2 separate regions of the Pan troglodytes genome follow, and region 1 is linked to region 2. A link is a contact called in public HiChIP or PLAC-seq data. All regions are on one chromosome and are shown on one strand. Each heading gives the region's core, a stretch centred on a gene start, on an enhancer-like site or on the middle of the called end of the contact. The rest is flanking DNA. Distances are from core to core; before and after follow the strand shown.

Evidence for each region. HiChIP or PLAC-seq counts read pairs in DNA pulled down with a chosen protein or histone mark.
Region 1: a contact with region 2 is called in an H3K4me3 HiChIP or PLAC-seq map of stem cell-derived excitatory neurons, with 6 times the contacts expected there. The contact joins the promoter of HAUS3 here to the promoter of NICOL1 in region 2. A contact is called at or near these places in 1 of 7 Hi-C or Micro-C datasets (stem cell-derived neural progenitor cells) and 1 of 1 datasets of contacts at active chromatin or transcription factors (stem cell-derived excitatory neurons).

What each region holds. Positions count from the first base shown.
Region 1 is chr3:2,627,075-2,632,511 of NHGRI_mPanTro3-v2.0_pri, reverse strand. It overlaps HAUS3 (HAUS augmin like complex subunit 3), which reads left to right and starts at 3,895. Exons shown (of 5, transcript XM_009447241.5): 1 at 3,895-3,978; 2 at 4,936-5,437. The coding sequence starts at 5,082. It overlaps POLN (DNA polymerase nu), which reads left to right and starts at 3,902. Exons shown (of 26, transcript XM_063808588.1): 1 at 3,902-3,978; 2 at 4,239-4,509.
Region 2 is chr3:2,424,748-2,430,313 of NHGRI_mPanTro3-v2.0_pri, reverse strand. NICOL1 (NELL2 interacting cell ontogeny regulator 1) reads right to left here and starts at 2,704. Exons shown (of 4, transcript XM_016951147.3): 1 at 2,591-2,704; 2 at 2,178-2,332; 3 at 1,837-1,925; 4 at 696-799. The coding sequence starts at 2,697. The coding sequence ends at 734.

The DNA of each region.
Region 1 (5,437 bases), core at 2,646-5,145, 200 kb before region 2:
GAGTCCATCTCTGTTTTCCATCTTTGTGCTTGTTGGGTTACAGCAAGTCCCCCTCCAAGTAGGACCCTGTCTGCAGCCTCCTGCCCACCCTCTTCTTGGCAGCCTGAATGACCTCAAAGGTCTCCTTGCTCACCTCCCTAAAGTCCTCCTCTGGGTCCCCATGGCCTCCAGATTAAACTGAAACACCGCGTTTTGTCCTTCAGCTCAGTCCGGCCCACCCCTGCCCTGGCTTCAGCCCCCACTCCCACCTGCTCCCTGCATTCATCAGCTCAGGCACAGCCTCCTCTGGGAAGTGGGCCCTGAGCCCCCTATATCCCTTCCCACCACATTTTTACTGAGATTATGGTCACCCAAATTAGGCGCTGGAATCATCTGGGCTAATCACCACAGGGCCTTCTCGCATTGCTCCTTCCTCCTTTCCTAGTCCTTGGCCAGGTCAGCCCTGTACACACCGGCCTCATGGGGATCTTTCTAGAATGTAAATGGTTATGCCACTGGCCTGCTGAGCCTCAGAGGTTCACAACTCCTCTTCCTGTCCTGAGGCCCTTTCTGACACCCCACCAGTCCCAGGCTCTGCTGCCAGCCCTTGTGGTTCCCATTCCTTCCCACTTCAAAGGCCCTCTCCACATGGCCACCTTGGTGAATGAACTCTGTCACCTCCTTTGGGCTTGTGCTGACCCAAACCTGCTCCTGAGTTTGGGGACTGAGTTCTCGCTTTGTCACATGAATGTCAACAGGATGGAAAACAAACTCTTTCCCAACCCTATAGTCTTCTACTTTCTTCTTAACAGGAAGGATTAGTAGGAATAATAGGAAGAAATGCCACTCCCTACTCAGCTGGAAACCCCAGAGTCTCTCGGACCCAGGCTAGTCATCAGGCCCCAGGCTTTGCCAGCTCCTGCAGCTCTCTCTGTCCAGCTCTCTCCTCCTCTCCTACATGCTGCAAGAGTGGTCCTGTATCTTGTCTCTTACCACCTTTTGTCATTTTTCATCTTGCAGAATTATGCTTCTAACACACATCTGAGAATTCACTCTCCTGCTTGAAAACAGCCCCCATTCTCCATTGCTTGCAGAATAGAGTCCCACAAAATTCATGGAAAACTACATCTAAAAGAAATAATCTTTAGCATCTGACTGTTACTTCTAAAGTTTAAAAACAGTCAGAAAAGATACTGTCCAAAACCTAAAATATTTTTTAATACTAATAGGAGAAAATCGCTTCCACAGGAAGGAGAAAAAGCAAACAGCAAAAACACTTGATCCTCACAGCTCTGTCTTTAGGTCTGTTTAGTCCATTGTATTCTCATGGGCTTTTTCAGGGAGGATTAATTCCTGGGTTCCATTTATCTTTTGACCTTACTAAAACTCCAAATAATTTTGACTGCTGAAAAGAAAGCTTACCCTGGAAATACATGTAACATACTTGCTTTCTTAAATTCCCAAGGCAAGCTGAAGAAAACTTTCCACATCTGTATAGTTAAACCTATTGTGTTTGTCATTTGTACTCCAGGGGCTGATACTGTTGTAATTTTTACTTAATGGTTTTATGGCTTTTATGGTCTCATAAACACCTTTCCAACAAATAACTATGGTCAGCAATTCAAAATCAGATGGAGAATTAATTTGTGGCCCAAGAAACCACCCAGGAGTCACTAGGAAATTGGGTTTCTAGAACGGCCTCCAGGGCTCTGGAGTGCACCCCTCCTGCCCTCCAGGGATCTCTTTCTATAAAGGAGCCCCTTGTCTTTCTGTCGTCTTTAATGCTGTCTCCTCAGAGTTCCTCCTTGCAGTCTATAAATATCCCCGAGTTCCTCTCATTTTCAAACAAAACAAAATTAAAAATCCTCCCCTCAGCCCTGCATTCCCACCCCCTCAGCTTGTGTTGTTTTGCATGCTCTCTCTCTGTCTTTCTCCTCTGTCTCTCTCTCTGTGTCTCTGTCTCTCTGTGTCTCTCTGTCTCTGTCTCTATCTCTCTGTGTCTCTGTCTCTGTCTCTGTGTGTCTCTGTCTCTGTCTCTGTGTCTCTCTGTCTCTGTCTCTCTGTCTCTGTCTCTCTGTCTCTGTCTCTGTCTCTCTGTCTCTGTGTCTCTCTGTCTCTGTCTCTCTGTCTCTGTCTCTCTGTATCTCTCTCTCTCTGTCACACTCCTCCCACCCAGTCTTTGCCTCATCAGCAACATTTCTGGAAGGCATTGCCTGCACAGCTCCCACTTCCTCCTGTCCAAACTGGCTCAACTCTGTCCCCTGATGCACACCCCCGACCTCCAACCCTGGGCTGCAAGGGTCCTCCCACCAGGCCTCCCCCTTCCAGCATCCCTGGTTTCCCTGCCTGCAGATTGGGCACCACTCTTTGAATTTTTTCCCATCATGTTTGTTTTTCAGATCATTTTAGGCCTTATTGACTTTTAAAAGAGGAGGAAAAAAACGTGAAACAAGTGAAGAATGAATAGGAAATATCTTTGACTCGATCAGATTACAATATTTGCCTTAGAACATTCTTATTTCTCTCCTTAAAAATATTAAGAAAAACTATCCAAACGACTTCTACCTAGTCACCCTGGACTAGGACATTGTCTAACAAGCCACCTTTAGGGTCATTTGACGCTGAAGGGAGGGAGTACTATTATATTTACCCATGACCAAAGCCCCTGCTAACCTGTGGAAGACTGAGGAGTGGCAAAGGATTTTTGTTTGGTAGAGATGCAAACGAATTCTGTCCAATAGAGAGGTCTGGTTTCACTGGGCTGTAGGGCATCAGCCAGATTCACATGAAATTTAGCAATCCCGTTTCAGTCATCTTTCACTGACTGCCATCCTCTTTGGAAATGGTGTACCATCCTCCTTGAGTTAAATATATCGATGTATTTAACTCAGGCCACTCCGTTTATTTCTAACATTTTGAAAAGGGAATTGTGGAGGAAGTCAGCTTTTTTTTTTTTTTTTTTTTTTTTTTTTTTTTGAGACGGAGTCTTGGCTCTGTCGCCCAGGCTAGAGTGCAGTGGCGTGATCTCGGCTCACTGCAACCTCCACCTCCTGGGTTCAAACGATTCTCCTGCCTCAGCCTCCCGAGTCGCTGGGATTACAGGCGCCCGCCACCGCGCCCGGCTAATTTTTGTATTTTTTAGTAGAGATGGGGTTTCACCATCTTGGCCAGGCTGGTCTCGAACTCCTGACCTCATGATCCACCCCCCTCGGCCTCCCAAAGTGCTGGGATTACAGGCATGAGCCACCGCGCCCGGCCGGAAGTCAGCTTTTACATAGTGTTCAGGTGAGGGATTAGAAATTAAGTGTTTTTGCAAAATAAAGTTCATTGTAAAAGATTCTAAGCGAACAATCCCTAACCCTTAAAATGTACCAGGCATTGGTCGGGCTGCTGTGAATGTGGGAACTCGTCTCTCTCGGGGGCGAGCGCTATCACCGCCGGGCTCCAGCCTGTCTCCCAACCACCAACCTGCGCTGCTCTTTGTACCCTTCAAAAGTGCCTTCAGAGGGTCTAGATTGAAGTACGGGGCAGGGCAGGCCTGAAGCACAACTGACGGCTCCGTTGAGAGCAGGCCCGCAGCTTCAGCTCCCCAGAGGGCGCCCCACCGCACCCCTCTGCACCCCTCTGCCCCCCATTCCTTGCCCAGGCTCCGCCCCCTGCCCAGGCCCCGCCCCTGTCCAGGCCCTGTCCCCGCCCTTCCCGGCCCAGACCCCGCCTCTCTCTGCCCTGCGCCCCGCCCAGGAGGCAGGATGCCCGCAGCGGCCGGGGGCGGAGCGCCGCCTGCTCAGCTCCACCCCATAGTCCAGCCTCGCCGACTCCGCCTCTTTTGACACTACGCCTGCGCAAACAGTCATTTCCCCCCCCCCCCCCGACCACGCCGTCGCCTTGTGCGCTTGCGCGCGTCCAGGCGCTCCCGTGAGGCAGTGCGAGGCGCGCGGGGCACGGAGGGCGGTGGCGGTGGCGGCGGGCTCCTGTGAGAAGCGAGCGGAGCTTCCTGAGGTGACTGACGCGGGCCTCGGTTCTGGGCGCAGGGGTGTGGGGCTGGAGGAGTGGCCGCGATCCCCGTCTGCACCCAGGTGCCTCTTTTTTTTCCTGCGCTCCTGGGGGCTCCTTCCAGGTGCTCCAGCAGCTGCCCGGGGATCACGGCCCGGTCCGCTGGGCGAGGAGCTGGGGCGGGGTCTGTGCGGGGCCTGTCACCCCCGTCTTCTGCAGCTCGGTGTCGACGGCGATTCGGTGGGCTTGTGCGTTTGTTTTGTCAGCGTGCTTAGGTGTCACAGCGGGGTGACCCACCGAAGGAAGGTTTTGCCGCTGGCGCGTCAGGTGTATCGCGGCCTTGGGGCCGCGGATCCCTGGGGCCTGCCGCTGCCTCTGGGGTTCGCGCGGCCCTGGCGTCGGGGCTGCCTCAGCGCTGGCTGAAGGCCGGCCCGAAGCACCCTTAATTGTGGCCGCGCGCTTCCCTGCTGCTCCTGCTGTTCTCCGCGTCGCGGTGGCGGACTCTGGAGGTGGAGCCTTGCCCGACGAGTCGTTGAGGTAAATATTTAGTTGATCTTCAGAAGATGTGCCATGCTTATTTGCGTTTCCTTACGTACGGAGGGCAGGGAAGAGAGGCTGCCTAGCCTCCTGGTGGCTTGGGTTTGTTTGGATCCATTTATTTTGAATTAAAAACAAATGTTGCTCTATAAAGTGTAATGCATTTTAAACCATTTTATCTTTGGAAAAAAAGATAAAATGGATCCAAATAGATCCACTTTCTTGTTAATTAATTTTCGTTACTGTTGCGGTTTTCTGAGAACTAGCCTAATTGTTTCTGTTTCTCTTTATCATCATCAAACATTGCAGCTACGGCTGCCTGTCAGTCATCCCGCTCTCGGATATCACGTGATATTTGTCTGTGTCTTCTTTTTAAAAACACTGTCGTCATATTTGTGGTCTAATACTTGTTTTCTTCCCCCCTAGGAGGAATCATTATATATTCTAAAAATATATTTTCCCTTCTCTGTGGACTTGGTATAAAACGTAGCTTTTTTTCTGCTTGGATTTATTTTCTAAAAATCAACACCGTAAACCCATATCACGTACAACAAAATTGGGGTAGTTAAACCATGAGTTGTGGAAATGAGTTTGTGGAAACATTAAAAAAAATTGGTTATCCCAAAGCTGATAATCTTAATGGAGAAGACTTTGACTGGTTGTTTGAGGGCGTTGAAGATGAATCGTTTCTGAAGTGGTTTTGTGGGAATGTGAATGAACAGAACGTGTTGTCTGAAAGAGAATTGGAAGCTTTTAGCATTCTTCAGAAATCAGGCAAGCCTATTCTAGAAGGGGCGGCATTGGATGAAGCTCTTAAAACGTGTAAAACTTCTGATTTGAAGACACCTAGACTGGATGATAAAGAGCTGGAGAAATTAGGGGATGAGGTTCAAACTCTACTGAAATTAAAGAACCTAAAAATTCAGCG
Region 2 (5,566 bases), core at 1,455-3,954:
AGCCCCAGAGGCAGAGTCCCACCTAGGGCACCTGGCAGTCACCTCCAGCCTGCTGTTCACCTGGATTTGTTCCTAACCATGTTCCTGCATTACTTTGATAAAAGGCTCTAATTTTACTGAAAAAGCATTTACAGAATGAATGAAAAGAGGGAGGTGCCCGCTTCAGCTGGAGGTCACTTGGACGCTGTGTGCACAGGTGTGTGGATGGCAGTACGGCCTCATCAAGTTCCCATCCAGAGCTCCCCGGTGACCAGGGGCCAGGCTCAGGGCTGCAGGTGGGAGCTGGCAGGGGAGCTGATGCTGTGTGGGGTGGCCCTGCCCTCTCTCCCCGGGACCCTCTGTCTCCCGCAGTCTCAGGCAGCTGGTCCACCAGTTCAGTGGTGTAGGAGCCTGGAGGGGCTCAGCCCTGGGGCAGCTGCTCTGGGGGCTCAGGGGGGTCAGGCCGATTTCTACACTTCCCCAGCCTCAAAACAAGGGCAGGCAGGCAGGGGAGCAGGTCCGAGGAAGCACAGGTCACTGAGGTCGGACGTGTGTGTCCACCTCTCTGCACGGGCACTGGTATGGGACAGCAGCCAAGAGGGCTCGCCCAACTGGAACAGCTGGGGAAACCCAAGCCCAGAGAGGGGCCCAACCCAGGACTGCCGGGGACAACACAGGGGCTCTGGTGGCCAGAACAGAGAGACAGGACACAGGCATGCCACTGGGCATTTATTGACCTGGAGCAGCGTGGTCCTCAGTGCCCCGCTGGCCAGCAGGCACACAGGGCACGGCGCTCTGCCTGCAGCAGTAGGGTCTCCGTCTGCAAAGCAACAAGAGGCGTGAGGGTGCAGCCCAGCTGCCCACTGGCATTCCCCTGGGCCTCCACCCACCCAAGGCAGCCCTATCTCCACCGGCTCCTGAGATAGACAAGGTCAGGCCCTGGCTCTAACCCCCACACCCAGAGCCTCCCACTCATCTCTTCCCTCTGCAGTGGCTCCCACTGGTGGGGCCTGCCTGGGGTCTGCTGGTGCCCACGCCATGCCAGCGTGCCCACCTGCCTTCTTCCAGCTCCCACACCACCCGCAGGGGTCCACTGTCCCCCACTCCCTCCCACCCTCATGCCTAAGGATAGGTGGGGGCTGCTCCTCCCAAGAGCTCAGCTCCAGGCTCTGTGAGTGGGGAGAGGACTCTAGGTCTTAGTCCGAGCCCTTTGGAGTGTTCCCAAGAAGGACACTAGGGCTGGTGGGGGGTGGGACCAGGCAGGGTCTTCCCTGCTTTCTCCTTCCTAGAATTCTCCCTTTCCAGGAAGAAGCTTGAGCCCCGGCACAAACAAAAACTCCTTGGCTGCACCCCATGGCGTGGGGGCTCCCTGTTCATCCAGGCTTGGAGGGGCCTTAACCAACCTGTGCATCCACCCAGGATCCAGACCACCCTGCCCAGCCTGACCCCCCATTCCTGACACTTTCGCCACATCCTCTGGCCTCAGTTTCTCCTCTGCCCCGGGGCCTTGCCGCCCACCTAGGGGATCCTGGATTGGGCTGACAGTCCTTCCCCAGGGTCCAGATCTGTCACAGCCCTCAGGAGTGGCGGTCATAGGACAAAGTGCCCAGTGAGGGCCTTATAGGGGAGGGGCTAGAAATAGAGCATGCTGGAGAGAGGGGCGTCTCATAGGTGAGACAAGTGCCCAGAATGCCCCTTGGATGACTGGAGCCAGAGGAAGGGGGCAAGGTCCGGCGTCTTAAATCAGGGGTGAAGGATGAGGGACACTCCACTCCCCCAGGGGGCCTCTTCCTCATCCTCCCTGCCCTCCCCACCCCCTGGGAAGCCCGGGAGGACCGTCGCGCCGCGGGCGCTCACCCGCGCGTCCAGGCTGCAGGCTGTCTTCCGCAGGTCCTGCAGGGCGCGCTGCATGAACTCGAAGGCGTGGCAGTCCACGCATGGGCGGCCTGCGGGGGGCGCGGGTCAGGGTGGAGGGGGCGCAGGGGGGGGTCACCCGCAAGGCCCCCACGCACCCTAGGCCCGTCCACCCAGTGCCAAAGAGCGCACGTCCCCACTCCCCAAGCCACCATCTCCCGCGAAGGGGAGGACCCGCTCCCGGGAACAAAGGCAAGGCGCGGTCCTCCCCGCAGAGCCCCGGCCCCGCACGCCCCTGTCGCCAGCCCCGCCCCGCTCCCCGGAACCCGGCCCCCGGCACCTACTCTGCGCGGGGACGGCACTCCCGGCGGGCTCGGCGCGGGCCCGGGCGCCCAGCAGCGCCAGACTCAGCAGTAGCAGCAGCAGCGGCGGCGTAGGTGACATCGGAGACCGGCACGCGGGCGGGGGGGCCATGGCCAGCGGAGGGAGCGGGGCCGCCCTGAAGCCAGCGAGGGGTCAGCGGCGCCCGCCCCGCCCGCCCCGGGCCGGTGAGCCCCCGTCCCCTCCCGCGGGCCCCACTACCCTTGTCCAAGCCCCAGGCCTGGGAGCCCTGGACCCACCCACCCCGGGTCCGGGAGCCCCCGCCCCACCTCCGGCTCCCCGACTCCAGTCCGCCCGTCTCCGGGCCCAGCGAGCCTCTAGTCCGCGCCCCGTACCTAGAAAACGCCCATTCGGACGCCCGCACCCCCGCCCTTACCGCGGTTCAGGGACCCCGGGACCAGCAGCGCGGGTACACCGGCAGACGTTCCGCGTCCGGCGCGCAACGCGCATGCGCTCCGACCCGACCCCGCCCGGGTTCCCCATCCGACGTCGTCGTCATGGAAACCCGAGACTGCGCTGGCCGCGGGTTTAGAGGCACCTAGGACGCTCCAGGAATCGGGTGTCCCTGGCCCTGGCCGGGGGCTGCCCCCGGGAGCAGCGTCCAGGCCCATGTCGGATGCAGTCTAAAGGACTGCGTGGAGGAGGCGGCGCCGGGGCGAGACCTCCAGAGCGCACGGCCGGCGGGAGAAAAGCTGAGGAAGTGGGAAATCTGTGGCTGGAGCTCAGCAGGTCAGGAGCGATCCTGAGGGAGCTGCTCGATGCTCGCGAGGCGCGGGGAGCTGCGCATGCAAACGCTTGGCCTCCGACCGCGGGCGAGTGGGGTCCAGAGTGGGGTCCAGTGTGGGGTCGCACCGCCCGGAGAGAGCTGGCCTGGGGGATCGGCTCGGGGGATCCGCCCTCGCCCGGCTTTTCCCTGGCCCAGCCTCTCCCCGATCCTCGGGCGTCTGGGTGGGCACCAGCCTGCTCGGTCCCTCCCGGCTACCCACCCCCAACCCAGGGTCCTCCTCTCCGCCTCTCGGTGTCCTCGGAGCCCGGAGAACCGCTTGCGGGGAGCCCCGACCACAGGTCCTCGGCCTCTCTGTGCCGATTTCAGCCCCGTGAACTCAGGGCTGTTGGCCTTAAAGAGCGCCTTGCAGCCAGTGGCCCCCGGGGGCGCCCGGCAAGTGCGAATCTGGGCCCCGGACGCCCTGGGAGGGATGGTCCCAGCCGTCGGAGCCAGGCCTCCACGCCGACACCGACACAGGCCGTGGCCTCCTCAGAAGGCGCCGCAGGCGCACGTGGGTGCTGGCGCCCCCGCCCCCCCACCACCCACCCAGCAGCCCGCGCTGTGGCCGGGAGCTCAGGGACTAACGACACCTCCCGCCAGACCCTCTTCTTGGTGGGCGGAGCCGCACCCCTACCTGGAGGCCGCCCCGCTCGCAGTGCAGGACCCGGAGCCTCGGGCGCCCCCCTCCCCAGCCTAGCCGACCTCTACCCCCAACCCCCGGGCTTCTGGCCGGTGGTCTTCCCGGCACAAGCTGGGACTGCGGACGCACCTGCTTCTCGCGTGGTCAGAGCCGCCCCTGCCGCGGCCGGACGCAGGTGTCCTGACCCTAAGAGTGGGTGGGAGGGTGGGTTGGGGAAGCGTGCCCGTGACTGCCGCTGCCTCCTCCGGGTTGGGCCGACGCCGGGCTTCGGGGACCCGGTCGCACCTCGGGGGTGTGCTGCATCCTCAGCGCGCTGAAACGCAGGCGGGGCCCGAGGGGCCGGGTGGGGGCTGCGGGCCGGTGTCCCAGGCGCCTGGGGAGGCAGCGGCCCTCCCGAGTGTCGGGCTAGTGCGCACTTCCGCGCTCTTCTCCACTCGGAGCCAAGAGCTCGGGAGCAGGCCGTCGCGGTCCCCCAGTGGGGCGGGAGCCGTAGAGGGGTAGCCCCGCGCGGTTGCCGGGGCCGCGGAGCCCTGGGGGGGACGTGCCTCCGGGGACGCGCCGGGCCGCAGGCGTCCTTCTCCCCTTCGGTCCCACGCTGCGCCCGCTCGCGACCTGCTCCTATCACCCCTGCCCCTAGCGCCCACGGAAAGTCGCGTCCATGAGGGGAAGGGAAACGCCTCCCCAGAAGCGAGGTGGGCTGGGCCTCGGTACCGTTGGGTCGCCAGGAGTCTCGGGCTTGCTGCGCCCCCAGGGTCTGGATGGCCCCTGGCTGCCTTCGGCCTCACCGCACCCCTTCCACGTACACCCCTCCTCCCAGCCGCCTCCTCCCAAGGCACAGTCCCCATCCTAGGGTTCTCTCCAGCAAACAGGCTGAGATTCCCTCACACCCAAACAAAACAAACCTGGCGCCCCGCTCCCGGCGGCCCGCACCTCTCCAGCCGTCCAGTGCCTACCCCTTTCCGTCTGGAGCCCGTTCCTGTTGGGTCAGGGTCCCCTCCCTCTCATTTTTGCCTGCTCCTCCCGGTTGTTGCTAGGCGATATCTGTACCCCACCTTTCCATGTCCCCTTCCCTAAGCCCACAACAGTCCTTCCAGAAATCCTGTCAGCTCCATCCCCGGAGCCCTGGGAATTCTTCTCTCCACCCCACGCCTTTCTGCCCCTGGTCCCAGCCCCTCACCTGGGCTTGGAGAATCGCCTCATCACTGTCTCCCTGTCTCCAGCTCCCTGTGGTCCAGTCTCCACACGGCAGTCAGAGGGAACTCTATTTTAAAATGCTGGTAAAATGTCCTCATTTAAGCAATAACTCCTCATCGTCCCTCCGCTTCCCGCAGCCTCTACTTTCTCTCTCTATGAATGTGGCCACTCTGGGGCCTCACTTAAGTGGGATCTCACAGTGTTTGTCCTTTTGTGGCTCAACTGGCCTATTTCACTTAGCTTAGTGTCCTCTCCTTGTTCTTTTTTTGTTTTGTTTTGTTTTGTTTTCGGAGAGACAGGGTGCCTTGGCCCCCCACATAGCTGGGACTATAGGTACGTGCCACCATGTCTGGCTAAGTTTTAGATTTTTTTTTTTTAGAAACAAGGTCTCTCTGTGTTGCCCAGGCTGGTCTCGAACTCCTGGGCTCGAGCAATCCTCCTGCCTCTGTGGGCAGCACAGGCACCACTGGGCTGTGTATGAGCCTCCTGGCAGCTATGAGTGGCAGAGGGGCCTTTGGGATCTCATCAGACGCTGCCGCCACGCACGAGGAGTCACAGCTCCCGTCTCACCTCCAATGGAAGTGCAAGTCCTGACGCAGCTGAGGCCCTCAAGGTCCCCTGTCCCCCTCCCAGCTTCTCCTACCCATTCCCCTGCCCACTCCTGCCAGCTGCTGGGCCTGCTGCTGGGCCACAAGCCTCCCTCAGCTGAGACCTGCCCGGTTCAGCAGATAGCCAGGGCTTCTCCCCACCTC